Regions from separate parts of the Mus musculus genome. Here regions 2, 3, 4, 5, 6 and 7 are each linked to region 1. A link is a contact called in public Hi-C, HiChIP or PLAC-seq, Micro-C and promoter capture Hi-C data. All regions are on one chromosome and are shown on one strand. The core of a region is the stretch at or near the end of the contact, and the rest is flanking DNA. Distances in the headings are between cores, read along the strand shown. Region 1 has its middle 85 kb from the start of Lacc1. Region 2 holds the start of 4930444M15Rik (RIKEN cDNA 4930444M15 gene). Region 3 holds the start of 1700105F02Rik (a long non-coding RNA gene). Region 4 has its middle 38 kb from the start of Serp2. Region 5 overlaps 1700105F02Rik (a long non-coding RNA gene). Region 6 overlaps Tsc22d1 (TSC22 domain family, member 1). Region 7 has its middle 19 kb from the start of Serp2.

Region 1 (3,663 bases), core at 493-2,992:
GGTAGGGTTATGCAATAGAAGAGCATGATTTTGTTGTTGTTGGCATTATGTACTAAAATTTAGACTTTATCTATTCAGTGAGCTTATCACATACAGAGTCAAAGAAAGGCAAAGGTATTCAGGACAATTAAAAACAAACAAGATGTCTACCAATGGGGGATTCGTTTCTTTAAAAGGAGGTATTCCTACAGGAGATGCAGTGTGTCTACAGAAGCAGGCCTTGTACATTGTACTTGTTGACTTGAGAGAAGTTCTATCACACAGGTATGACCAAAGGAATGAAATAGTGATGAAACTGAGAAACTCCCACTTATGTGTAAATCAAAGAAGTCACACATGACACTGTGGTCCAATCTAGTAGCATCACACAAACAGCCTGACAACAAAAAGTTAGCAAACTTTCAGAAAACACCAGAGAAGGGATGTGTGATTCCTAACCCACAGCAGCACACCTCTACAGAGCCTGTGTTCTCTCTTATCGACATCATAATAGGTGGTCTCTCCTCAGCATCCTTCTCTACTGTCAACCAAAAACTTTACTATCATTTGCAGAAGAGTCAGACCCCTCTGAGCCACCCCACCTCCATCTTCCCCCTTCCATGAGCAAATTCTTCACTGAACCATCATCTGAAAGATAAAGCACACCGAGGACATACTAAATGAACAAGAGTTCTTTGCTGTGTTGCAAAAGGAACAAAGGGTGTCTATGCGTTCACTCCACCATGACAGCGTTTTACCTTGTAACAAGTATGGAGCTAAAAATCACTGTCTATTCTAGAGACACACAGAGGTTCCTGCAGGGACGTGGACAACATTCTCAAGAACACTCACCTGGGTTAGAATTTCCCTGTGACCTTCTCTCTTCCCTTCTGTTGCTTTCTAGCTTCTGAATTATTCATGAACATGTTTTGTTTGCACTAGAAATTAAAAACTAAATAAATTCATCAAAGTGGACAAAGAAAAGTCACAGTGACATCACAGGAAACAGCACATGTGAAAAATTAAACAAAATTTGTGTGTGTGTGTGTGTATGTTTAGGTAAATACAGTTAAACTTTCTCTTCCTGTGTTCAACATCAACCAGCCCCACTAGTTTTTGCAATGATTTGAATTCCTCCTACATGTGAAGTTCTTAAGCTGATTATTTCACACATTAATTTATTTGACAACCCATCAACCCTGTTTAATGTGTGAGTGCACTGGGGTGTGACTTGGACTTCACTGATCAATTGCAAGAAATGTTAAACAGTCTGAACTAAAGTTTGATCTTTATTCATTCTCCCTGGGAATAGGGACTCAGCATCTACACATTTGTATCCCGTTCCATCTCTGTACTCCAGTGGTTCTCAACTTGTGGGTCGAGACCCTTTGGGGGTTGAATGATCTTTTCATAGGGCTCACCTAAGGTCATTGGAAAACACAGATATTTACATTACAATTCATAAAAATAGCAAAATTACAGTTATGAAGTAGCAACAAAAATAATTTCATGTGGGGGGGGGTCACCACAACATGAGGGACTGCATTAAAGGGTCATAGCATTAGGAATGTTGGGAACCCCCGTTCTATACTCACACATCCTTGTACTGCCTCCCCAATCTATAGCTGCTTTTTATTTTCCTTTTTATAATTCCTGAGCCACACAAGTTTCCCTCGAAGAGGAGGAGCCTGCCAGAGCAGTCTAACTTGTGACTCATGAGCTTCTCTTAGCTTGGGGAATTCTGCAGGGAGGTTTGCGACATATCCCTGCCAAGGTCCCTCACAGAACGTCAGTAGCCAGTGCCAGGCAGCTGGCACTCCTTGTTCCCTAGAAAGGAGCTTGTTAATCAGACTCTCCAACCACAAATGCCAAACTGTCCCCTTGCTCACTGCTGTTAAGTTCTATCCTGGGAGTTCCAGAAAGCAGAATGTGTCACCTGACAATTATACTTACACATCAGCGTTCCTTTGGGACTGGAATTAAATAGCCAAGTCCATTCTAGTTGTGGGCTAAAAGCAGATTTCTTTGTGAGGAGAAAGGAAATAGCTACTCCTTAAAGCCCCAAATGTCCTTGAACTCTTGGAGAAGTGATTGGAAGTAGGCGTTAGTAGGGAAGCTACAGAAAAGCCATCAGAGGAAAATGTTTAAAGAAAGTCACTGACAATTCTCTATGGCAGGACAGGACTCAGTGATATTATATAATTATCAAGCAGCATTTCAGCAACCGTAGCAGAGCGCCTGTCTCAGTCTTTTTAGTCTAGTGAAACTTGTCTTTTTATTCTCTAATGAAGAGGCCCTGTGTGCCAACATGGGTAGATGAGCCTGTTGAACGAGAGCCTCGTGTTTGACAGGATCCTTGCTTTCTCAGGTTCTAGTCTGACTTAGGAGGTATTGCGTTATGGCCTCATAAGGGAAAAGACCAATTTGCCAAGAACTCCAGGTTCTTCCATCCTTGAGAGCCCAGCTCGGTGGAGTCATTGTGTTCCCTGTGAAGTCTTCCTGGTTGGCTTTCCTCCTAGATGTCTCTCTGTGGATGTAATCACACTGTATGCCTCTCTGCCACCTCCCCATCACAGTTACTGCTCTGTATTTATACTATGATTCTTCATTTACTATCCAACACCACTCAAGGATTTAAACTTACATGGCAACATAGGACCAAGAGCTTTTTGTTAATCTTTTTTTCTCATGCTTCATATGTTTGATCATCATTAGTGCTCAATAATTTCACTTCCTGTTGAGAGGATGACTGATTTAGGTGGTTATTGTTAGAGGAATAAAGGGGCCAAAGCAGAGAAGATAAAAAAATGTCCAGACCAAAGTTACCATGAAGGCAGAAAAAGATGGGACCCGTAGATTCTTCCTGTTTGATTTAGAAATAGAAGGTGGGTCTTACCAGAAGTGCAGAGATGGGGGATTCTTGCTGCTCTGGTGGCTGTGGTGTAATATGGTGTCAGGTGTCAGGGTGGAGTATGGAACTTGTAATTGAGAATGGTGTAGGTTATACTCTGGGTCTGGTTGCTTCACTTTAATGCAGTGATTGGCATTAGACCTAGTCTCGATGTTCTAGAGTCCAGTCAATAATAGAACTGGCGCTTAGCCTTGTTGCCTGCCTATTCTGTTACGGGGGGGCGGCGGGGGGCGAGGGGCATAAGGAGCTCTTTAGTTATCTTATTCTGTATCATTTGCTTCAGATTCCGTGGATGGAATGACAATCAGTCACAAAGCCATTTCCACCTGAGCCCAGTAGGGAGATTGCTCCCTGAAAGTCATCAGAAGGAAAACTTGATTTCCTTATGACTCAGAGGACCCTGTTCAGTTGCCAGGAAGACAGTGCCACTGAGGACAATCAAAACCACCCTCAATTAACAACTCCCAGGGTATATCCTGCCACCAACTAAACATCAAGGAGCCCGTCCCTGGCCCTGCCAGCCATGCCCGGCCCCACAGGCATCTGCCTTTTCTCTTGATGCAATTGCTTGCTTAGGACTCTGAAGCAGACTTAGTTTCTACCTTGGAAGCTTAATGGATGCCAGGCCACATGAGGGAGATGACATCAGGGCTGAAAGGACAGACCAAGTGTCTGAACAGCTTGTTTCATAGCCATAGAAGGTTTTGGGTACCACTGCCAAGATGCTTGCTCTGCAGCTTATTTTCAACTGATGCTAGTCACAGTCAGAGTCT
Region 2 (3,412 bases), core at 875-3,374, 430 kb before region 1:
GATGAGAAGTTTCAGGCCACTCTCAGCTACACAGCAAGTTTGAGGCCAGGCTGGGCTGCATGAGACCCTGTCTCTAAACAACAACAACAACTTTAAATTAATAAAATAGTGTTCTCTCAGTTTATTACTGAGCCAACTGATGACTAAAGACTGTAGTTCAAAATCTTTTAAAAATAAATTCTCACCTCTTCTATTGAAATACAGTCAATAGCTTAGTTTTAGAAGCAGGCCAAATGAAATGTACTCTCTGCACTTTTAGATGAACGGAGCCACACTCTAAGCACCACAGGGTAGGTTTCCAAGGGATGTGGCAACCTCCACTGAGAGAGGAGCTTTCTGGTAATCAGCTGTGTGACTTTGAAGAGCCACCAGCTCCCTCTGAGCCTGCACTAAGCTCTCTGTAATGTTGACTCTCTGGCTAGATGGAAATCTAGCACGAAAGCCTGTTTCCAAGTACTTGGTTGGACTTGAGAGAGCAATGAGGGCTCTGGTTGTAAGGGATGTCTGTACGCCAGCAGAGAAGGTTCCATCCGCAGCAGGCCCAGAGCCTACACAGTCAGGGCTGGAGGTAGGGCAGAACAAAGGTGCTCTGTCCAGGAGTTGGGGGCCTGGGTTCTGTTCCTAACTGGTTCTGAGAGTTCATGGGTGGTCCCAAGCTCCGTGACTACAACGGACACCTGCGCTAGTGGGTACCCTCATGTTTACAATAGGTTGGGGAAGAGAGGAGTTGAACAACTTCTCATAATGAATGAGATGTCTTTTTTAAAAAGACAAGTTAGTAGATTTCTGTTAACCTTGGTTTCTTCCACAAAACAGGGTTCTGAATGTGTATCTCAGGGTCTATGAGAGTAAATATGCTAAAGTAGCATCTATTATGCTATATAACACACACACACTATACATACACAAATACATATACTGGGGCATAAAGAGATATTCAGAGCACAGCACGGGTCATTGGGGAAGGGGATAAAATGAGAACAGAAGGGAACATGAGTCTCCTACGTACATACCCAGTTCCACAATGGCTGCTAGGCCAGTGGCTTCCAAATGGCCAGTGAAAGAAGAAAATAAAACCCACTTGAGGCCATCCTTTCTGGCTTAAAATTTGTCAGTGGCTTACTTAACTATAGCAGATGCCTTCATCCTCACGGGCTCTTTCTCTCTCAAAGCCCCTCATACAGATCCTCATTCTCTGGATCATGGAGAACTGAAGGAGAGCTCTTCCCTGCTGAGACAACTGTTTCTCTGCTCAATTCACCCAACCTTTTTCTTAGGGAGCTTCCTGTGGTCCAAGGTGGGCTGGCCAGCATCACTCTGTGGAAGCGTCCTGTGGGGTTCATCTCCTTTCAAACTGTGGGTCCTCCATCTCTCCAGCCTCTGCTTCCTCTCACCCATCATGCTCCACGCAGAAGACAGAACCCCATCCTGCATGCTGAAGAGGCAGGGTGTGAGGACTAGATCTGAGAGCTTGCTGTCTGGAGATCTGTTGCCCCCCCCCCCTAGTCAACATTACAGAGAGCTTAGCGCAGGCTCAGAGGGAGCTGGTGGCTCTTCAAAGTCACACAGCTGATTACCAGAAAGGTTCTCTCTCTCAGTGGAGGTTGCCACATCCCTTGGAACCCCCCCCCCCCACAATGCATCTTCATAGAGGACACAGCACCCAGTAGCAGCTAGGTGTTGGATTGAGTAAATGGTGACCCAAGAGAAACCAAAATGGCGGCTACTAAGGCAGGGCTCCCTGGGGAAAACCTCTGGCGAGGTAGAAGACAAGGTGGGAATTCACTGATGAGAAAAACAGTGAGCTCTAGGTCAATTACTGACAATTTACCTAGGGCAGATGAGGAGATGTTGTCTAATTGCGGCTTCACATAACACTCATAAAAACTAGTGATATTGTTGGAAGCAAGTTGAGCCCTGAAAAGAGAAAGCTGAAGGTGGCACAGATCTGTGACATCCAGACACATTCTCCGGGGGAAAGGTTACAAAGTTACTGGGCTAGTGACTAGTCATGAGTCATCCCCAGAGTAAACAGATAACAGGCAAGAAGGTTACATGGTGACAATTCAGAGACCGCTGAACTGTGAAGATTATGTGGGGCCTCTCAGGCTAAGCACTTTCAGAATGTCGGGAAGCCATGGTAACCCTCACAAACATTCCACAGGCAGTGATTGTGACCGCCAGTCTCTCTTCCCCCACTCCCAGTTTGGAATGTACTTTGAAACAGTGGGACCATGTTTTCTTCTTAACTCCTCCCATCATCTGTTCCAGAATCTTCAACAACTACCTCCTTGAATTCACAGGATTACCTGGGATTTAGGAAGTCATGGTATGCTTCATGATGAAACTCTGAATTGGAGGTCATCTAAAAAGAGTTATTCCCTTGTGGCTACATCTCCAAGTCTGTTAAAGGCTAATCCCAAGCCTACATGAAAAGAGATTTATAGTACAGAAAACTGTGCATTTAACTCCCCACTCCATAACTATGGCGTTCTTACCCACAGACCCAATCAACCAATACAACAGAATGTATTTGGACAAAGCATTGCAGCCACGGTGAACATGTATAATTTTTTGGGGGGGTCATGATCCCATAAACCATGAAGTACAACAACAGAATAGTATTTGCACTGTGTGAAGCTTGATAGGGTCTAGAGACCCTTTAGCACATGTGAGAAGATGTAATGAATCATAAGAAAACACTAAGCCATTTTATGTAAGAGACTTAAGCAGCTATGGACTCTGCTATCTACTAGAGCAGGGGTTCCTGGAACTAATCTCCAGGAAGGTGCGGGATAATTAAACTGCACATGAGTCAGGATTGGAAAATGCTTGGTTAGGAAATTCTTAGAGCCTCCCAGCTATGTTCACGAAAATGTATCATGGTGCCTTTCTTTGGGCTGGCTCAGATGGAGTTCCATTGCGTACCTCTTTATCTTCCTAGAGAAGTGGGGGAGCTGAGTATATGCTTTCAGGGGGACTAAGGAGTATGAGACCCTCTGCATGTCCCAAACATTCACTCCCAAGCCAACCGTTGCTCCTTCTACACGCTTTCTTCATTCACTTTGCTGAGTTCTGATACCCATGTGTCTCCCACAAGCTTCTATTCCATCCGGGACTTGTACCCTTCCAACCTTGTTCACAGAACTCTCGGGCCAAACTTTCTGAAGATCTTATGTGTATCACCCCCAGGTGTGATTCTTAACACACATCTGTATGGTTACCTCCTGGCTCAAGATTTTCATGATCTGACCTAGGCCCATGGTTATGGCCTAGCTTAGTGACATTTGTCCTCCCGCAAGTATCTTAGGCTCTCGGCAGGACACACACCCCGCCAAGTCCTTTCTCATTTCCATCTTACTACACCCACACTTTCCTCTACATGGGGAGCTAGGACAGACATTCAAACTCA
Region 3 (3,588 bases), core at 312-2,811, 270 kb before region 1:
GCATATAATAAGGAAATTATTTATAGGTTCCTACAAAACTAACAACCCACATTAGCACTGGCTACTTAAACAGCTCAGGAAATGAAAGAAAAAAAAAAGACATATCTGAGATGCCAGAGAGAGAGAGAGAGAGAGAGAGAGAGAGAGAGAGAGAATTAAGACTGAATCCAGTTGCTACCCAAATCCTGGCCGTGTAACCACTGTGCCAGCCTCCCTCCTCATGTTGATTCTTACAGTTGACTTGTGCCCAGTGATAACAAACCTTCCCATCAAACAACAGACCCTAGGGAACAGCTGAGCTAAAAGCAAGTTATATGGTGGTAGACTTGATGATGACTTGAAAGGAGTAACGGCCGTGTCTTACTTACAGTAGTGGGAGAGATCTCAGGAGGGAGTGGAGACATTTTGTTCCCAGTACTTCATGCAGGCCTAGATCCACTGTGATCCCACCATCTTACACTTGCCTGGCAGTTCCCCCATCTGAAGCTACGGGAAACAACCAGGCCCAGGTTTGAACCTAGAAGTGTGAACAAGATGGAAAATTACTGAGTGGAGGACATGGCTGCCGCCTTTGATTTGGAAAAGCCTGTGCAGGTTGTAGCACAGGATTCCATCTGATAAACATGAGGTATCGTCAAAAGTTCAGAGGACCCACTAGAACCTAAGGCCTCAGAAAATCAAGGAGATGCAAGAAAAATAAATAAATAAATAAATAAATAAACGGAGAGAGAAAATAGGGCAGGACAAAGTGAGCTATAAAATTGAAAGCAGATAATAAAGAGAAAAAAAAGAGAGAAAAGTAAACCAACTCCCTACTTTGCTGGCTCTCCTATCTTTCTGTGACTTCTCCTGATGTTTGGATGGTGACATTTCATCTGAGGTCACAGAGCCAAATACCAGTGCCACCATCCATGAGAAGAAACAGACAATTCACAGACTGTTCTGGAAAGGAGGACATATTTCTGATTTTAGTGTCTTATTTTGTATTGTCATACACAGAGCTGGGAGGGCAGGGTGTAGGGTGGTCGGCCTGGGGCATGCATGTGTGTGTGTGTGTGTGTGTGTGTGTGTGTAACTGCTGTCTCTGGCCTGCTCAGTGGTTCTGAGCTTCTCCTTCCCCTTTGTTTCTCCGTTGTTGCCTTTGGGTTTTTGAAAGAGCATAAAGTTGGATGTCACAAAAAAGACTTCCTCCCGTACCAAGTGAAGTTTGAGCACCCACAGAAATGGGTCAGAGAATGTAGTTAGATGACAGTATCACAGACCTACCTTCTATGGAGTCTCTTCACTGTGTACAATGAGTCTTGTTATGTCTTGAGAAGATACAGGGACTTGGGTTCATGGTGTGTCAGGACAGTGCTATACAGCAGCGGGGAGAATGGTGACGTCCTTGGGTCACTCGATGGCTGTTTCCATAGGGTCCTGGTCTGTTAGATGAAGCTTTGCTTTGGGCATAGAGTGGCTTAGCAACCAGTTAGAGAATGTTCAAATTCTAGATTCCTAAGTATAGAACTGGAACACTGGAGGGTGCCTCAGAGCCTTTACCCAAGTCGTGATCACAAATGAGAAGAAGACTCGAGGGGATTGATGAGCTGAGGCCAGGCTGGACCACTAGAATGCAGCAAGAGCAGCTGAGCCCAGTGCTCTGGTCTCTATTATGTACTGCCTCACATTTCTTTCTGTTGATTGTTGTCTGTGTGGAAAGTCAGAGTTGGGAGCAGGGGCTATGAAGTCAGTGAGCCCCAAGTCACATTTCCCCCTTTGTAAGAGAGTTGTGCACCCAGGGCACAGTCAAGACAGAAACTGAGGGTAGAAACAGAAGGGGTGTGGCAGCTAAGATCGTCTTGTTCTCTCAGGAAAGCCTTTGGGAGACTTCTGATCCCATTTCATAGGCAGAATAAGGGTTCACCTGTCATCACCTAGCCTCAAGAAAGGAACCATTAAGCTGTAGCCTCTGTAGTTGGAAGTAGGAGTGAGAAGGGGGAGGGACCTGGCTCTCTGGGTCAATTAGCATAGTCTGCCTCAGGTAGATCCTGAATCCCAGGAAGCTGTAGATGTGGTGCAGGCCATGGCTAGCCTCATGCCTCTGGTCACCCTATCCAGACAAGTTGAGTGGCAGTAGTGGAGATGGTCTGACATCTCAGCCTGGTGGGATTCACTGCCGACTCCCCAGGCCCACCACTGGAGTAATGGCTGTCTTTCTTTGAGAGCACATAGGTGGAGCGTAAGGGAGAGGGAGATGGATGAGGTCATACTATTGCAATCACTTGGGAAAAAATACACAAACTTCCAAAACTGCAAGATGCTTTCTACTGCCACCAGACCTCCTTTGGAGGTTTTCCTACCGCTTAATAACCAGGTAAGGCTGCTGAACGTGGGAGGCCTGTAACCATACGCCTTGGGAGGCTGAAGCAGGAGGATGAAAGTTCAAGACCTTCCTGGGCTATAGGGGAAGTTTAGAGCCAGCCTGGGCAATTTAGTGAGACAATCCCTCAAAATAAAAAAGTAAAAAAGAGCTGGGATATGATAGTTTAATGACAGAGTTCTTGCTGGCACACAGGAGTCCCAAGATTCAATATCCAGTTCTGCAAATCAAAGACCCAGGCCAAATTCTCTGAGTCTTCATGTCTTAGTTCTGCCAGGGCTGTCCCCAGGGTGCTGTCCTAGAAGGGTTTGTGCTCACAGGGTAACCTCATAGAGCACAGCTGTGCAGTGACAGCTGGCCCCTCGCTGGCCCAGAAGTTGTCTCAGGGTCATGCTTTCTCTTTCCACCAACCTCTCGAAGATTCAGATCTATGCATTTTACTGAGGAAGGAGCCCAGGGCCTGGGCACTGACATCAAAACCAGGGGAATTCAAGGCAAGAGCGGGATGCTCTATTGTCCCTGCCAGATCACCCCCTGCATTGTGTCTTTCAATTGGCTTTTTCCCTTCTGGGCAGGCTGGGTTTGTGTTACAAAGACTCTGCCTGGTCTATTGTTTGTGCAGGGATGCTTTCCCAGAGCAGGGTGGGCGTTTGATGGATTTATTCAATAAGAGCGAGGAAGGACAAACTGGAACCAGGAAGCCACCACTCAACTATTTGTGGACTTTGGAGGAGGTTTGAAGAATTCACAACTGAACAGTTTTTACAAAGGCATTTTGAGCCTTTCACTTTCTCGTGTGAACATTTCTGTAGTTGTCATCGTGACAGAAAGTGTAGACTTCAGTGTAGAAGTCTGGTTGCCAGCTATGCCCAGAGGGATTTTGCTGACTAAATATACTGTTCACTTTAATATTCATCTTAGACCTCTGCTGTGTTCTCCTAGGACCCTGACCACCCACCAGGGTTCTTTGAGGACTGGATGTGTTACATTCTTGAAGTCATTATGGATCCTCCAGATCACGAGGGCGATAGATAAGTAAGGTGGCTAACTTTCTGTCTTTTCTACTGAGGAACTTGTTGGCGTCTGACAGAGCATCTCAGATTTCTTACATAAAATGTGGAATTGTCAATAGTCAGATGCATCAGTGGCCAAGGCTATGGTGTGCAGTTTCTATCAGCGTGTACAGGACATCCTGCCTGGTTTTGGCCTCAAGGTAAGTTGGCAAT
Region 4 (3,680 bases), core at 1,065-3,564, 360 kb before region 1:
GAAATAGCCCCAGCCTCTACGCCTCCATTTTTTTTTCTCGTAATTACCAACTTGAGAGTTTTGTCTAAATTGTAGAGTGGCCTTTCTGCTTACAGACTCCAGGGGCGGTGAACCTTCGAGAGCGCTTTCTCTGGGCTGCTCTGGGTGCTTTAGCTTGTGGGACTTAATCTCCTAGAGATCTGAGGAAAGCGATACCAAGCCACCCTCATCAAGCTCATTTTACAGATGAGGAGGCAGAAGGGTTGCCCAGAGAAAAGGGTTATCCCAGCCACCACAAGGCTGGAAGACAGCGGGATCAGGTCTGAAGCCAGAGTTCCTTTCTCCCATAGCTGAAGTGGCCTCCCATTGGCTGGCCTTCCTTTCTCTTCTAGCGTGAAAGAGCAAATAGCACTCGGATAGGATGAGAGCCTTGCTAGTGTGGGATGATCACTTGAAGACCTGGCGGTGAAGGTCTACTCCTGTGTAAAATTAAGAAGCTTCATCATCCAGGGTTTTGCTACTTCTTCAGTATGGGCTACTGGCCAAGGCACCGCTGAGCTTGTGCCACGAAGGCTGCCGCAGTGTTTTCTAGACAGACTCGCAAGGAACTCCAGCGCATTTTCCTCATCGACCGTGAAGAACCTGTGACTTTGGAGGTGTCGCTGGGACTGAGAGATGCTTCTGCCCCAGAGGGCAGGGTTCAGGGATGTTCCCAAAGGAAGGAAGAACACGTTTGACCAAGTGCTTTATTTAAAACCACGCTTTAGTATTCACGTTCTTTGGGAAGCAAAACCAAAATAGTTGTTTTGTGCGCACGCACGCGTGCATACGTGTGCGTGTGTACATGAATGAGTGCTGTGCCTGTAGGTGAGGAGGTTTGTAGAGGGCAGGGATCAACTGCAGCATTGTTCTTCAGTAGCTGCCTAACCTTGTTTTTTTGAGGCAGAGACTCCCTGGAATCCCAGGATTGCATATTAAGGTAGGGTGTCTACCACTGAGCCCCACAAATCTCCCCCCCCCCCAGTACTAGGGGTTAAATGTGCATGCCAGCATACCCAGCTGCTCACATGGGTATGGGTTATTGGACTCAGGTGTTCATGCTTGCAAGGAAAGCGCTTTCTGCCTAAGCCACCTCTCCAGCCCCATTAGCATGTTTGTTGTTGTTGTTGTTTTGTTTTTATGCTAGAGGTCAGGGAGGTTAATTTAGGCACAGAAATCCCACCAAGAGTCCTGTTGTCTTTCTACACATTTTAATTTTAATCCATGCCTAGAGAGGTTGCATTTTGACTAAGTCAGTCCTATCTGACCTGGAGTTTTGGAACCGGGTAGTGTTCTGAACAACTCCCAAGAAAACGTCTAGTTTACTTCGATGGTCATACAACTTCAAGCTGCATGTATTTAGCCAGAGCTGCTCTTTACTTCAGAGACAGGATTCCAAACTTTCCAGAAAAGGAAATGTCGCAATAGCTTTTTAAAAACAATCAGTTTCGGTATCTCATGGCCACACAGTTGGCATGCTAGTTTTGTTGAGGATCTGAAGTTGCCAACCTCAGAGAAGTGGGACTTAGAGCCTGCCCTTTCTTTTGCATGGCTTGCGTTACTCTTCACCTTCATCTACACGTGGAATCTGTTTCCTGGGAGCAACAGCCCAAAGTCCATCTTCGTGTTTAGCACCCAGGTGAATGCGCTAACGGAGGCCGTCCAGGAGCTTGTTTGACACCGGGTACATGGTTGTGATTGAACATTAAGAAAACCTTGTGGCTGGGCGGTGGTGGCGCACGCCTTTAATCCTAGCACTTGAGAGGCACAGGCAGGCAGATTTCTGAGTTCGAGGCCAGCCTGGTCTACAGAGTGAGTTCCAGGACACTCTCGAACAAACAAACAAACAACAACAACAACAACAAAAACCCAAAAAAACCCAACAAACAAACAAACAAACCCAAACAACAACAACAACAACAACAACAACAAACCTTGTAAGAGGTCAGGCATCAATAGGGTTTTGGTGGACCCAGAAGGGCTCTGTTTCTCCCTTAGCATGTGGTTACAGGGCTAACATGGATGTGTTGTTAGGAGAGATACAGCCCTCCCAGCTGCTTAAATGGGAGAGGTTCTGATGCACAGCAAGGTTTCTCCCAATTCTAAGGCAAATTATCCTTTTTTTTTCTTAGCGTAGTTGGCTTCTTACCAGCTGTTGCGCTTGCAGATGAAGGCCTATTTATCCTGGATGACCTTTTATAAAATGATTTCTTAGAGCATTGGACAGGAAGAGATAGCAGGTGCTCAGAGTCCTATTTTCTTGCAAGGCAATCATATGATGACTCAGGTCGCTGATAAGGAGGTTAGCTAGCAAAGTCGAGGTGTCAAGGATAATATCAAACAAAGAATGTGGACAGCCGCTTACAGAAGAGCTGTTAGTCACTCTGGCCTTCTCTTGTTACTTCTCCAGGCCAACAAGCCCTAAGACAGCGCCTTAAATGGGTACAACTCTAAACTGTACTTCAAATGAAAGTTAAACCGATTATTATGAAGTTGAAAACAGGAAGAGGGAGGGTCAAAATTCTCTAGTGGGCAATGGAGTGAACAAATTTCACCTGTGTGTGCACTTTTACTATAAACCAACTCAGCTCCCAAAGACAGGGGTGTATCTCTCATTAAAGTGTCACTGACTCCTGAACAGCACAGAGGGCCATCTTTAGGTAGACACCGGCAAATCTCTCCAGTTCCCTCCCAACTGTGGGAGCCAAAGTGTCTGTCCATCCTGCTGGGATTTGAACCTCTGAACCTTGGTTTTACAGAGCCAGGAATAGTTTGCACGCTGTTACTTGGCTCATAGCCACTCTTACTCCCTTTCTTATTCCCTTGCCAGGACACAGCAGGCTACTTGTGGGAATTAAAAAAAAAATTAAAGCCAAGTGGAAAAGCAACACTAAACGCTCCAAGATCTTTCCAGAGACCCAAGTAACTACTGGCATTCTCATAAATGGACTATGTTTTTAAGGAAGTCATGGGCTTGGAGCTTTGAAAAGAAAGCAGCGTCCTCACAGTTAAGTGGGTAATGCCTACCCCGGAGCCTCCCAAAGGGCGCTCTGTGAGTCCATACAAGGCTCCTTTACAAGGCCACTGACTAAAACTGGGACTGTTTTCCAAACACAGCTGGCATATTGTAAATGCAAAGCTATAACCAGGGCAAATATTTGCTCGAGGGGCAACTCTGCACAGTATTTGAAGCCAAGGTTGTTGTCAGGAGCTGCACAGGTCTAAATGCTTTGCCAGCTTAGGAGTTGCGGTTCAACCGCCACATTTTCAGCTGTGTGGCAAATAATGGGGGCAACCCTTCACAGCTTGATCTGCAAACATGCTCTACCTGGGTGAGCATGGATTTGAGGTGGTGGTGGGTGGGGCTGTGTTTAGACTTGAATTCAGTGAGTGTTCCTGGGACCCCACCTTCCTCTAAACACTTCCAATTTTTTTCTTTAGGGAAATGACCATTCTCTCTCTCTCTCTCTCTCTCTCTCTCTCTCTCTCTCTCTCTCCTCTCCTCCCCCTTTTTTCCTCCTTCCCCACTCCCATTAGAAAATCTGTAACTGTGTGTTTGATCTAAATAGCTATGAACATTAGCTGAGAAACTTGCTTGCCCTTCTTCTCTGTTTTTGTCTTCTCAAGCTCAGATTCCAGTATAGGAAGCAGAGGAGGTGGAT
Region 5 (3,361 bases), core at 717-3,216, 300 kb before region 1:
GATTTAGCAAATCTTCAGAACATAGAACCCAAACAATTCAGAGAGAAGCCATTAAATATGCCTAAGTTCATAGCAACTTAACTTATAACAACAAACCACCACACTTGGCTGTCTCCAAGAGTCTTAAGATACTAAGTAAGAAAAAGCATTCATTAGTAAATCATTTTAGAATTGGCCTGTCTTCAGTTATTATGTATATATGTGTGTGTGTGTGTGTGTGTGTGTAAATGTATATATGTGTGTGTGTGTGTCATTCACTTTTCAAATAGGCGATAACACTAAGCACATTCACACCAGTCTACAAGTTGTAAGACTCTTGGAGACAGCCAAGTGTGGTGGTCACCAGAGCAAGGTCTGGGGAAGGTTTGCTGGAAGCAGAGTTAAGTCATCTGTTGACTTTGGGCTTCCTAAGAATCCCTCCATCATGATGCATAGAGGGAAGTTTGCTGTAAAAGTGCCTTCCCCTACGTAGCTAAGACTGGTGGTCTAGGAGCCGCGTGATTTCTGGCAGTGACAGCTTTGTTTCTCCTTCAGAACAAACCACGAGAAATTGGACAGATAGGAGGATGCTACCAGGGTAGGTGGCTGACCTAATTGAAGGTGTCTCAAACCAGGACCCACTAGCTCTCTGCAAAGTGTTGTAATCTTATAGTAGCCTCTCCTTCACAACAAGCAGATGATCAGTTTAGCAGCACTACAAGGCACAATCACAGCACCCACATTTATGATCGTGTTCACACCCAGGAAGGGCTGATGACACCATGAAGCTTGGTAGGAATGGAGGCGGTGCAGCAAATTAAATTGAGGAAAGAAGTGGGAGAATTGAGTCACTTCACGGACAGGGTAGCGTAGGCAAGACACACTCGGAAAAGACAGCATTGTACACAACAGTACGTTCAGAGTCAGCTTCAGCACAAAGACGTACGGAGTTAGTTATTCACTGCATGTGGCTTTGTGAACTTTGAAATGTTTCCATAGAACCTGAGTATGTGTGTCTAATGTCCTTCAAGTTGGACTCGAGCCGTCAGCATGTAGAGGATGTGCCTGCATTTGTGTTGGTATGTTTGTTGAGTTTGTTAAAGATCTCCCTAGATGAGACTGAGGCATGATCGATCTGTAAGTAGACCTGGGGATCTTCAATTCCAACTACAGGTACAAGTGAAATGACTTATTGGGAATGACTGGACTTGCATTGAGGATTTTCCACCTTTGGCTTTCAACGTAGATTCACAGAAATCTGTAAATAGGAATAGTAGTTTCTTGCTTATATTCATGGAGTCATTGTCAGGCCAGCCACGGAGCCTCTTCTCCCACATGCGTCTGACCATCTTCTGCTCTCCACATCCTTGTCCCTTAGGATCAGCTTGTCTCAAGTATAGAAATCAATACCTGTGATATCAGCATAATGCTTAGTTTTATTTTATGCTCAAGTATCGTTCTGCTCAAATGGCATCTCGGTTGGCTTTCTGTTCGTGCGATGAAGTCCATGACCAAAAGCAAGTTGGGGAGGAGGAGGTTTATTTGGTTTACATGTCCTGATCGCTGCGTTATTGAGGACATTCAGGTAAGGAACCTCTAAGTAGGAACTGAAGCAAAGACCATGTAGGGATACTGCTTACTGCCTTTCTCAGCCTGCTTTCTGGTCTACCCCAGGACCACCTGCCCAGGGGTGGCACTACCCACAGTGTGCTGGGCCTTCCCACATCAATTATTAACAAAGAAAAAACCCACAGACCTGCCCGCAGGTCAATCTGTAGAGGTAATTCCTAACTTGAGATTCTTTCTTGCCCAGATATATTTAGGTGTGTGTCCATCAACACAAAGTAACCAGGACAAGATGGTGACACCAGGAATCCCTCAGTCACCCCCTGTTTTCTGTTTTTATCTGTGTCCCCTAGACTTGCTCTGCACATCTGCTCGCTGTCACAGCCATCCTTTTGTCCGCTGTTGCAGTCCTTGCCACACTTGTTGCCATGGAGATCTTGCCTGAGTCAGGGAGGGGGTTCTTTGAACAGGAATTCACTTGCTGAGGAGCAGGCATGTTGAAACCCATGACTGCACAGGTCATAGGCTCTAGGGGGAGAACCACCCACTATTAATCTACTAAATGGATATGTTATTCAACTGACTTGCAGTGACTTACCATTATACCCGGAGATTTTAGTTGCATTTCTTGGCCCTCATCAGAGAAACATTAGCACAGACTCAGCACTGGGTCAAGTTGCAGAGATTAATGGATGACGTCGTGCTTGTCTTTAAATCACATATCACTCTCAATAATATAATAGATAATCTCTGGGTTGTTATCATCTCTTCCTAAGGCTCAGGGATCATTGTGGCAGAGGGGGGAAGAAGCAATATAATAGTCAGAGAGGCAAGGAAACCGGATTTTCCAGACCCTGCAGGCAGTTGCGTCATCTCTCAGCAGTGATAAGGGCGTGCACCTGCCCTGTGTGAGCCAAGGCTGGTGGGAGGTCAGCGTGAAGGCTCACCCCCAGCTGAGAAGCCATTGGCAATTGATAGCTACCAGGCACAAGGGGAGTCCATTTTCTTTAAAGGTGTGGTCTCTGGTAGGTTGACCATACTCTAATGGATGGTCACACATCCAAGAGTATATAGAAGTGCTGATTGGATTTAGTGGTTTTTTGTTTTTTCGGTTTTTTTTTTAGAGATTACAAATTGCATGGGTAGGAAGGGAGGGCGGAACTTGGAGGAATTGGGGGAGAGGGTGAGTTTAACCAGAATAAATTGTATGAAGATTTCAAAATATTATTTTTTTTAAAAAAAAGGAAATGAGTCTAACTTGGGGTAGAAGTTTGGGAGCCCAGACACTTTCTTGGGGAAAGCCATGCATCTTTTCAGGATATGGGAAGCGGGAGCTATTTTCTGGCTCGCCCACTGTGACCTGTGTCATGGAGGCAGGATGCTCTCTTGATACTTGTTCAGTTAGCAGATATCCTCCAAGGGTATCAACTGCTCCAATGTAATAAAAAAAAATAGATGATTTGTCCTCCATGACCTTCTGGTCTCATCAGGAAAGACACGTACATCTACACAGACTGTCCTACACTGGGACAGCGGCGCGGCCTAAGGAAAAGTGAAGAGGAGGCACCCAAAGCTGTCAGAAGGTCAGCCCCAATCAACTCAATCTTCTATGACTTTACACATGAGAGGCTGAGGCAGGAGGGTTTCTGTGAGGTTGAGGCTGCCCTGCGTTACTCATGAGTTCCAGGATAGTCTGGAACTACAGAATGAGACCCGTTCTTTACAAAATACCTAGCTAACTAAAACCCTTACTATGCTTCTCCATAGATCACCACCACCACCACTACCACCAAACAAACAAACAAACACACACACA
Region 6 (3,765 bases), core at 230-2,729, 470 kb before region 1:
GAGAGACCCAGAACAAAGAAAGGACACACTTTTTATAACTCTGTAAGGGCCAGATATAGGCACCAGTTTAGTCTGGCTTATTTTAATTGGTGTAGCCAATAACCTTTTTAGATACTGGTTGGTTTGTGGAGGGTGACTCTCATTTTGTCTGTCCTTGAGGTTTTTAGTATGAGGCGGGACAAAGGAATTGTTAATCTTGTTTTGGAAGCTTAGTAATTTTGACCGTTAAAACTATGTTTCTATATTTGTTTAGTCAGCCAGCTTTTTTATCTGACTCTGTACTTGGCCTGCTAGTACAGTTTGGAAAGTCCTTTTGAAGGGGGAAGGTACTGGGTAGTCTTGAATTTATTTTGGATATTACAATTTCATATATATGAGTACACTGTAGCTGTATAAATGGTTGTGATCCTTCATATGGCTGTTGGGAATTGAAATTTTAGGTCAACCCCACTTGCTCTGGTTGCTATGGCCCAAAGACTTATTATTTATTATTATACATAAGTACACTGTAGCTGTCTTCAGACACACCAGAAGAGGGTGTCAGATCTTATTGTGGGTGGTTGTGAGCCACCATGTAGTTGCTGAGATTTGAACTCAGGATCTTCAGAAGAGCAGTCAGTGCTCTTACCCACTGAGCCATCTCGCCAGCCCTAGTTAGGAAATCTTAAGAGCTACTTTAAAAATACTTGGAGGACTGGATGGCGATGGTGACAAGAGGAGTCTTTTGCTTCAGTTGGCAGATAAATTACATGAGATTCTTTCTAAAGCCTAGCGTGACGGTACAAGGTCATGAGCAAGTCCAGCAGCTTGGAAGCAGGGGCAGGGGGATAGGGAGATGTGAACAGTTTGTTCTCCATAGAGTTCCCAACCAGCAAGTGCCATCCAGTGAGACCTTCCCTCCCTCTTTCCTCCTCCTCTCCCTCCCTCCCTTTCTCCCCTCCCCCCCTTTTTTTGTTAAAGGCAGGCTCTCTCACTGTCTAGCTCTCCTTGCTATGTAGACCAGGCTGGCCTCAAATTACAGAGCTCCACCTGCCTCTAAACCCCTAGCACTTTGACTAAAGGTGTGTGCTACCACACCCAGAGTAAGACTTTAGAAAGAAAGAAAGGAAGGAAGGAAGGGAGGGAGGGAGGGAGGGAGGGAGGGAGGGAGGGAGGGAGAGAGAGAGAGAGAGAGAGAGAGAGAGAGAGAGAGAGAGAGAGAGAAAGAGAAAGAGAAAGAGAAAGAGAAAGAGAGAAAAGAAATTGAGTTGAATAGCACAGTTAGCTCTTAACTTTGATACCAGAGCTTAAACCATTTTGAATTATTAATACCATACTCGGAGGGTAACTGTGGCTCCTCATGTTTTCGTTCTTAAGACCCGGTGCTTAGATGTTTGCTGTGTGTGTGTGGGTAAGAGGGAAAGAGACACAGATATACCATTGTATGCCATTGGTGCTGAGGGGCTGAGGGGCTGAAGGGCCGGACAGGAAGGTGGGGGGAGACTCTGACTCAGCATGAGGAATGCTGACTCATCCTGAGGAATGCTGGCTCACAACGGGAGAGAGAAGCCTTTCTCTGGAGATTTGGAGATAGTCAGTTTTCCAGTTTCCTTCAGATGGAATTGTAGAGCAGAAAAAAAAAGTAATGATCTCCCTGCTTCTCGCCTACAAGTTTTGTTTTGTTGTTTGTGAAGAACAAAACAGAACAAAGGAAAACACTTCGCCAAAAGATGGAATCCTTATCTGAAAAAAAAGACGTTTGGAACAGATTCTCCATTTTTGTCTCTGTAGCTTTTGTCCATCCTGTCCAGGTTTAATAACTAAATCCTTGGAAGCAGGAAGTACATTAGCACTGTTCTAAGAGTTTGTCAGTCCCTTAGGCCGTAGGATTATTTCCTCCCCAAGGTGGACACGCAGACTGTTATAGGAACCCGGAAAGGACCAGACCCAGGGCCATCGGAAGCTCTGTGGATCGCACTGAGCCACATTCACAAGGAGTTTCTGTAACCTGGCAGCCCATGTTCTCACAAGAGCCACGGCTAACCCTCAGCGTCAAAGGAGGCTGTGTTTCCCCAAAGGCTACTGCTTTCTGAAAAATCCATGACTGCAGCAGGTACTCGGAAAAAGTCAATGGTTTTTTCTGTCTTTTATTCGCTATTTTAGACCAGGCTCTTTTGTGGCAGTTTGTTATCAAGAAGTAATGAGTAGATTCTTCTGAGAGTTTGGACTCATTGCAGTCTAATTATGAAATAGTAAAGATTGTATAGGAATTCTCCTTCATAGGGTAAAATTGGTCCAGTGGTGCTGTTGGTGGGCAGTGGAGTTGCCGTGTTGTGTTCATTAAGCATAGGTGGTGGCTATTGTAACTAAGAGGGGATGAGACCCCAAGTTTATTCCACTATCTACGGGAGCAATTCTGCTCATGTCTAAAGAGAAACTTTAGTTTTGATTCCAAATGATTTCACTAAATAAAACATTAATAACAACCAGTTGAATGAATGCTAGTGGACCTCTCCACTAATATTTAATGTTTTAGAATGGATATGTTATCTTGATTACTGTTTTTTAATATCTAGTATATTTTAGTACATTTAGCTCGGAGGTTGTAATTCTGCATGTGTTCCACAAGGTGGCAGGCTTGTATGTTTGTAGGTTCCCTTTGGTTCCGTGCAGAGCAAGCTCGTGGTTATGCAGAAATCAAAGTTTTTCTGTTAAATGTTAACTGTTTTATATAGCAGAGCTTTACAGTTTAACTTTTATGATGGAATGCTCTCTGAGCCTCATCCCAGGCTTTCCTGGTGTCTTAAACGGTACAATGTAGTGTGGTTGTTATCAGGAAACCCTCTAGATAGCAGTGACTGCGTAGACTAAGGACTAAGATGGAGCAGTGAGGGGTGGAAGGGAAGGGATAGAGGCCCTGGCAAGGGCATGCACCTGGGCAGTTAAACGCTGCCTGATTCCATCTTGCTTTTTTTTTTTTTTTCCTTTATTTGCGTTAGTTTTCCTATTAATAATGCCAAGTGCTGGTCTCTAGTCTAGTGTGATAGAACATGGCTGCTTTCTGCAAAATTAAATAGCACACAGTGGCAGGCCAGCCCTGCCTTCTCTCAGGGGTTTTGTCATATCGGTTGAGGGGAGGAAGGCACTGTGACGTCTTGAGTTTTATTTATCACAGGCCACTGTGGCAAGGTGACACACCGTGGTGCTGGGAGAGGCGTCCTGTAGATGTAAGGTCTCATCTAAAGTATGCTAAGGGGTCTTTCCTGCAGTCCTTGAGCCTCTCGTGTGTAGACAGTTTGTTTGGAGGAGATGACACGGAGTACGGGGGTGGCTCACACTGAGTTTGGCTGTTCAAAGCAGTTTGTGGTTCTGGTGACACAGCATTGGGTAAGTCGTCTGTCTCCTGGACCAGAACATTAGTGTTCATCAAAGCTTCGCTCTTCCCTGCTTCCGGGTCTGTGGTGGTTTTGTGAGTCTGTACGGTAGCCAAGTTGTCTACTGACGTTGTTCCTGCCATTAGTTATTTGCATGTTTTTCCAGTCTTAATGTAATTTATAGGTGCTGGAGAGATGGCTCAGCGGTTAAGAGCCCTGACTGCTCTTCCAGAGGTCCTGAGTTCAATTCCCAGCAACCACATTGTGGCTCACAACCATCTGTAATGGGATCTGATGCCCTCTTCTGCTGTGTCTGAAGACAGTGACAGTGTACTCATACATAAAATAAGTAATTCTTTAAAAAAATAAAGGTAATACATAGAATTCACTGGCCCAAGATTAAGATCCTATC
Region 7 (3,536 bases), core at 341-2,840, 380 kb before region 1:
CTTTTGAGCTAGGGCTTCTCTGTGTGGCCTTGGCTGTCCTGGAACTAGCTCTGTAGACCAAGCTATCCTCTTTCTCACAGGGCTTCTTCCTGCCTCTACCTCCCAAGGGCTGGGATTAAAGACATGTGTCACCACTGCTTGCTCTATGAAGTCTTTGTAGACAACTCAATAAGTCTTTTTTTTTTTTTTTTGGCTTTTTCTGAAATTCTGCCACTCTTTTTTTCTGAGTCAAGCATCCAACAGACACTGTACATTGATTGGAAAATTCTTCTCTCTCGGTAAGGCCTGACTTGTTCCCTAATGCTCTCCTTAAGGACAAGAACCTTTGACTCAGCATTTGCCTTACCCAACCAGAATTCCAGGGGCTTTTTACCAGAAAGAATACATGGTTGCACTTTGCTGCCCCCCAGCCCCTCTCTTTCATCCCTCTGTCGTGGTCCTCTCCTGTCTTCCCAGCACCTCGGGGGAATCCCCCCTTTTTCCCTCTAGGCTTCTCAGAGCAGAGCTCTTGTGCTTTGAGGGGCAGCTTCAGAAGTGTGGAAAGAAGACTCCATTGGGACTCAGAGCCGTGAGCTCTAGAACTCCATGACCTAGGAAGGCTTTGTGTGCTCACCCATGAGCAAAGCTTCCTCAGAAGGGTGGCTCTGAGCAATGAGAGCAGATGCTTACTTGAGCTACAATCCACGACTGTGTCAAGGTTTTGAAGTCTGGCTCAGCTGACAGTGCCTCTGGTGCACTGGAAGTGTTGACAAGACCGACCTTAGAGACTTATTCAATAGCTAATAAATGTGGGGCCACAGAGGGCTACAGTGACTTAACTATAAATTTCTATATCCATATATATATATACACATACGCATATATGTGTGTGTATAATATATGGGTATATATATAAAATGTTTCCACTTAGATGTTTTAGCATCACCTATGTTCCTAAATGGAAGGTGCTATGGAATCCAAAACTTCACAGATTTCAGCCCTACTGCTCAGTAGCCTTTCTGCTCAGATGAGGTGGTGTCCTGGGACTCGGACACCCAGGAAGCACACAAGTCTGAGGTGAGACAGTGACCCAAGGAAAGGCATCCTGAGATATGGGGACCAGGAACCACACAGCTCTGGGAGGAATCCTCCTCAGCTGAGGCGTTACAACTCCCAAGGGGAGGGGATCCCCAGCTGAGCTGGAACCTCAGCCTTTTCATAGCTTTCAAAGTTTTTTCATAGCTTTGTAATACCCAAAATGAATTCAAGACCACCCAGTACCTTCCCCCTTCAAAAAGGACTTTCCAAACTGTACTAGCAGGCCAAGTACAGAGCCAGATAAGGAAGCTGGCTGACTAAACAAGTGTAAAAACATAGTTTTAGCGGTCAAAATGATTAAGCCTGCAGCTACCAAAACAATATTAGCTGTTCTCAGAGAAATAACCATAACAAGATTAGCAATTCTCCTGCCCCCTGCCCCACACTGAATTCCGACAAAGACCACAAACAACCCTGACCTTGGTGCGAGAATTCCCTTGACGTTAACAGCTGTGACGTTAATGTACTATTACCTTGCTAACCAAATCATAATAACCCACCATGGGGGGCAAGCAAAAGGGTCAGTTAGTCACTATACAAACCAACCAATGCCTGAAAGGGTCACTTGCTACACCAATGAGAACCCTGTTGCTCAAATCTGCCCCTTACAAAGATATAAAAAGTGTGTTCTTTCTTTGTTCTTGGTCTCTCCTCTGGCCTGCGTGCTGGGAGGGGAGTCCCCAACATGTTGGATCCTCATGCATTTTGCAGCGATGGCAGCGGTCTTTGTGGTCTTTCTGAGTAAGGGTCTTTTGACGAACTACAACAGCTTCTTGTCTTTTTCCACTGAATCACACCAGGTAGCAAATCTCATAAAAGAGACTTATTGGAGAGAGAAGGGAAGAATCCCAAGAGAGAGCAGACAGCAGCAATGAATTGGACAAAGAGCAGGGCTTATATACATAGGGGTTCTTGTGGGGTGGACGGTCTAGTGTGGAGATGTTCACGATGGGGATTGGTTGGATTTCCAGCCCTGAGCTTGGGGAGCTCAGTGATTGGTGGATTTTCCTGTTCAGGGATTGGTGAGTTTTCGTGCTCAGAGATTGGTGGCTTTTGTTCAGACTTTTCACTTAAAATTAGCATGAACTGGGGAGGGTCCTGTTGAGGGGCTGGAGATGACCTTTGTGACAGTTATGGCAGTTTGGAAGGTCTTGGAGAGGGACCTGGGTGCTGTAGCTCCTCCAGCTGGAGCCCTGGCTACTTGGCTGCCTCGAGGGTTTATAATGTTTACAAAGTGGCTTTCCTGATACTTGAGCCCCATGGATATCTAACAAAATGACCATGTCAGTTTTTACCCTTCAGTTATTACTCTCCATCATTCTTGACACTGTTTTTCCTACCATCTTCTCCATTCCTCGGCAGCATATGCTTTTTAAAACATGCTTAGGTTCCGACGGGAGACAGTCTTTTTTGCTATGGGAGAATTATTGTGAAATCAAGAATGTAGGGAACATACTAGGAATGGATTGAAGTCACTGACTACCAGACTCGGTTGGAGATCCTGTAATTATTGTTTTTGCTGTTTTCTTCATATGCTGGTTAATTAATTAATTTATTTATTTTATTTATTTATTTATTTGGTCAACTTGCCACACATTAGAGTCACCTGGAAAGGAGGGACCCTGACAGATGGATTGACCCCATTCCTTTGGCTTCTGAGCAAGTCTGTTGGGGGCATTTTCTTGAGTGATGTAGGAGAGCCAAGCCCAGTGTGTCACCCCTGGGCAAGTGGTCCTTGGTTGTATAAGAAAACAAGCTGAGCAAGCCAGTGAGGGCACTCCTTTGTTTTCTACCTCTGCTCCTACTGAGTTTTTGCCCAGACTTTCAATGATTGACTGTCATTAGGATGTGTCCACCAAATAAATCCTTTCCAAGTCACTTTTTGGTGTGATGTTTCTCACGGTATCAGAAAGCAAGCTAGCACAGTAAAGTGTAAAAGCAAGTGTTCCATAGACTCTGAGTCTCATGTTTTCTGCTATGACATCATTGCCATAACTTTCAAGACCTCTGAATGTGTATCATGTCTCCGTCTCAGCATTCAATATGGCAGAGGATCAGTTTCACTTTGCTTGTGTGACTGTTTATTAAGTGTTGGTCTTCGCTATGGGCTCCAGGAGAGTATTTGCTGTCTGTCATCAGGTCATCGAGGGCTGAGGAGAGTAAGGGAAGATAGTATCAGTGCGATTCAACACACACACACACACACATACACACACACACACACACATACACACACACACACACACACACAAATAGAATTATTCCAGGATCCCCTTAACACTCTGCATTCCACATATCTTTAACTCCATTATTAAAGATGAAAAGTTCAGGGCAAATTAAACTCATATCTGTGTAGTCAAGGGCATAGATTTTTAGTTCAAATCCTGCATTTCTACTTACTGTGTGCTCTAAGTGAGTTTATTATGTTCTCCAAACCTCAGTTTTAGTCACATATAAAA

Evidence for each region. Promoter capture Hi-C pulls out the DNA fragments that hold promoters and counts their contacts. Hi-C and Micro-C count contacts between places; a contact is called where the count stands out from the background. HiChIP or PLAC-seq counts read pairs in DNA pulled down with a chosen protein or histone mark.
Region 2: an HNF4G HiChIP or PLAC-seq map of pancreatic cancer cells shows a contact between it and region 1. The contact joins the promoter of 4930444M15Rik here to the enhancer-like site in region 1. A contact is called at or near these places in 2 of 484 Hi-C or Micro-C datasets (bone marrow-derived macrophages and embryonic fibroblasts) and 8 of 115 datasets of contacts at active chromatin or transcription factors (craniofacial prominence, differentiating embryonic stem cells, embryonic basal ganglia and 4 more).
Region 3: a contact with region 1 is called in a promoter capture Hi-C map of the SN4741 cell line, with 2.4 times the contacts expected there. The contact joins the promoter of 1700105F02Rik here to the enhancer-like site in region 1. A contact is called at or near these places in 1 of 39 promoter capture datasets (the SN4741 cell line), 5 of 484 Hi-C or Micro-C datasets (Sertoli cells, adipose-derived mesenchymal stem cells, embryonic fibroblasts and 2 more) and 2 of 115 datasets of contacts at active chromatin or transcription factors (bone marrow-derived macrophages and pancreatic cancer cells).
Region 4: a Micro-C map of granulosa cells shows a contact between it and region 1, with 4 times the contacts expected there. The contact joins two enhancer-like sites. A contact is called at or near these places in 3 of 484 Hi-C or Micro-C datasets (bone marrow-derived macrophages and granulosa cells) and 1 of 115 datasets of contacts at active chromatin or transcription factors (pancreatic cancer cells).
Region 5: a Hi-C map of epidermal suprabasal cells shows a contact between it and region 1, with 4 times the contacts expected there. The contact joins two enhancer-like sites. A contact is called at or near these places in 2 of 484 Hi-C or Micro-C datasets (cortical neurons and epidermal suprabasal cells) and 1 of 115 datasets of contacts at active chromatin or transcription factors (pancreatic cancer cells).
Region 6: a Micro-C map of granulosa cells shows a contact between it and region 1, with 4 times the contacts expected there. The contact joins two enhancer-like sites. A contact is called at or near these places in 8 of 484 Hi-C or Micro-C datasets (Sertoli cells, bone marrow-derived macrophages, embryonic fibroblasts and 5 more), 6 of 115 datasets of contacts at active chromatin or transcription factors (bone marrow-derived macrophages, embryonic stem cells, epiblast stem cells and 1 more) and 3 of 9 other capture datasets (embryonic stem cells, liver and pancreatic islet).
Region 7: a contact with region 1 is called in a Micro-C map of granulosa cells, with 4 times the contacts expected there. The contact joins two enhancer-like sites. A contact is called at or near these places in 4 of 484 Hi-C or Micro-C datasets (bone marrow-derived macrophages, granulosa cells and uterus) and 1 of 115 datasets of contacts at active chromatin or transcription factors (pancreatic cancer cells).

What each region holds. Positions count from the first base shown.
Region 1 is chr14:76,949,834-76,953,496 of GRCm38.p6, forward strand. No RefSeq gene overlaps it. Among named protein-coding and RNA genes, the nearest start is that of Lacc1, 85 kb to the right of the region's middle. Within about 2 kb of position 1,743, at least 100 of the 459 cell types and tissues checked have an H3K27ac peak or open chromatin away from gene starts, as enhancers often do. A contact at or near this core is called in the SN4741 cell line, Sertoli cells, embryonic fibroblasts and 5 more, where this site is marked.
Region 2 is chr14:76,518,731-76,522,142 of GRCm38.p6, forward strand. It overlaps 4930444M15Rik (RIKEN cDNA 4930444M15 gene), which reads right to left and starts at 2,125. Exons shown (of 4, transcript NR_045660.1): 1 at 1,832-2,125; 2 at 1,124-1,435.
Region 3 is chr14:76,676,024-76,679,611 of GRCm38.p6, forward strand. It overlaps 1700105F02Rik (a long non-coding RNA gene), which reads right to left and starts at 1,562. Exons shown (of 3, transcript XR_383611.3): 1 at 1,267-1,562; 2 at 369-517. 1700108F19Rik (RIKEN cDNA 1700108F19 gene) reads left to right here and starts at 1,545. Exons shown (of 5, transcript NR_015485.1): 1 at 1,545-1,656; 2 at 2,215-2,356; 3 at 3,432-3,575.
Region 4 is chr14:76,592,392-76,596,071 of GRCm38.p6, forward strand. No RefSeq gene overlaps it. Among named protein-coding and RNA genes, the nearest start is that of Serp2, 38 kb to the left of the region's middle. Within about 2 kb of position 2,315, at least 31 of the 459 cell types and tissues checked have an H3K27ac peak or open chromatin away from gene starts, as enhancers often do. A contact at or near this core is called in granulosa cells and pancreatic cancer cells, where this site is marked.
Region 5 is chr14:76,650,520-76,653,880 of GRCm38.p6, forward strand. The region is part of intron 2 of 1700105F02Rik (a long non-coding RNA gene); the gene reads right to left. Among named protein-coding and RNA genes, the nearest start is that of 1700108F19Rik, 25 kb to the right of the region's middle. Within about 2 kb of position 1,967, at least 27 of the 459 cell types and tissues checked have an H3K27ac peak or open chromatin away from gene starts, as enhancers often do. A contact at or near this core is called in epidermal suprabasal cells, where this site is marked.
Region 6 is chr14:76,477,337-76,481,101 of GRCm38.p6, forward strand. The region is part of intron 1 of Tsc22d1 (TSC22 domain family, member 1); the gene reads left to right. Among named protein-coding and RNA genes, the nearest start is that of 4930444M15Rik, 42 kb to the right of the region's middle. Within about 2 kb of position 1,480, at least 96 of the 459 cell types and tissues checked have an H3K27ac peak or open chromatin away from gene starts, as enhancers often do. A contact at or near this core is called in embryonic fibroblasts, granulosa cells and muscle stem cells, where this site is marked.
Region 7 is chr14:76,574,026-76,577,561 of GRCm38.p6, forward strand. No RefSeq gene overlaps it. Among named protein-coding and RNA genes, the nearest start is that of Serp2, 19 kb to the left of the region's middle. Within about 2 kb of position 1,591, at least 4 of the 459 cell types and tissues checked have an H3K27ac peak or open chromatin away from gene starts, as enhancers often do. A contact at or near this core is called in granulosa cells, where this site is marked.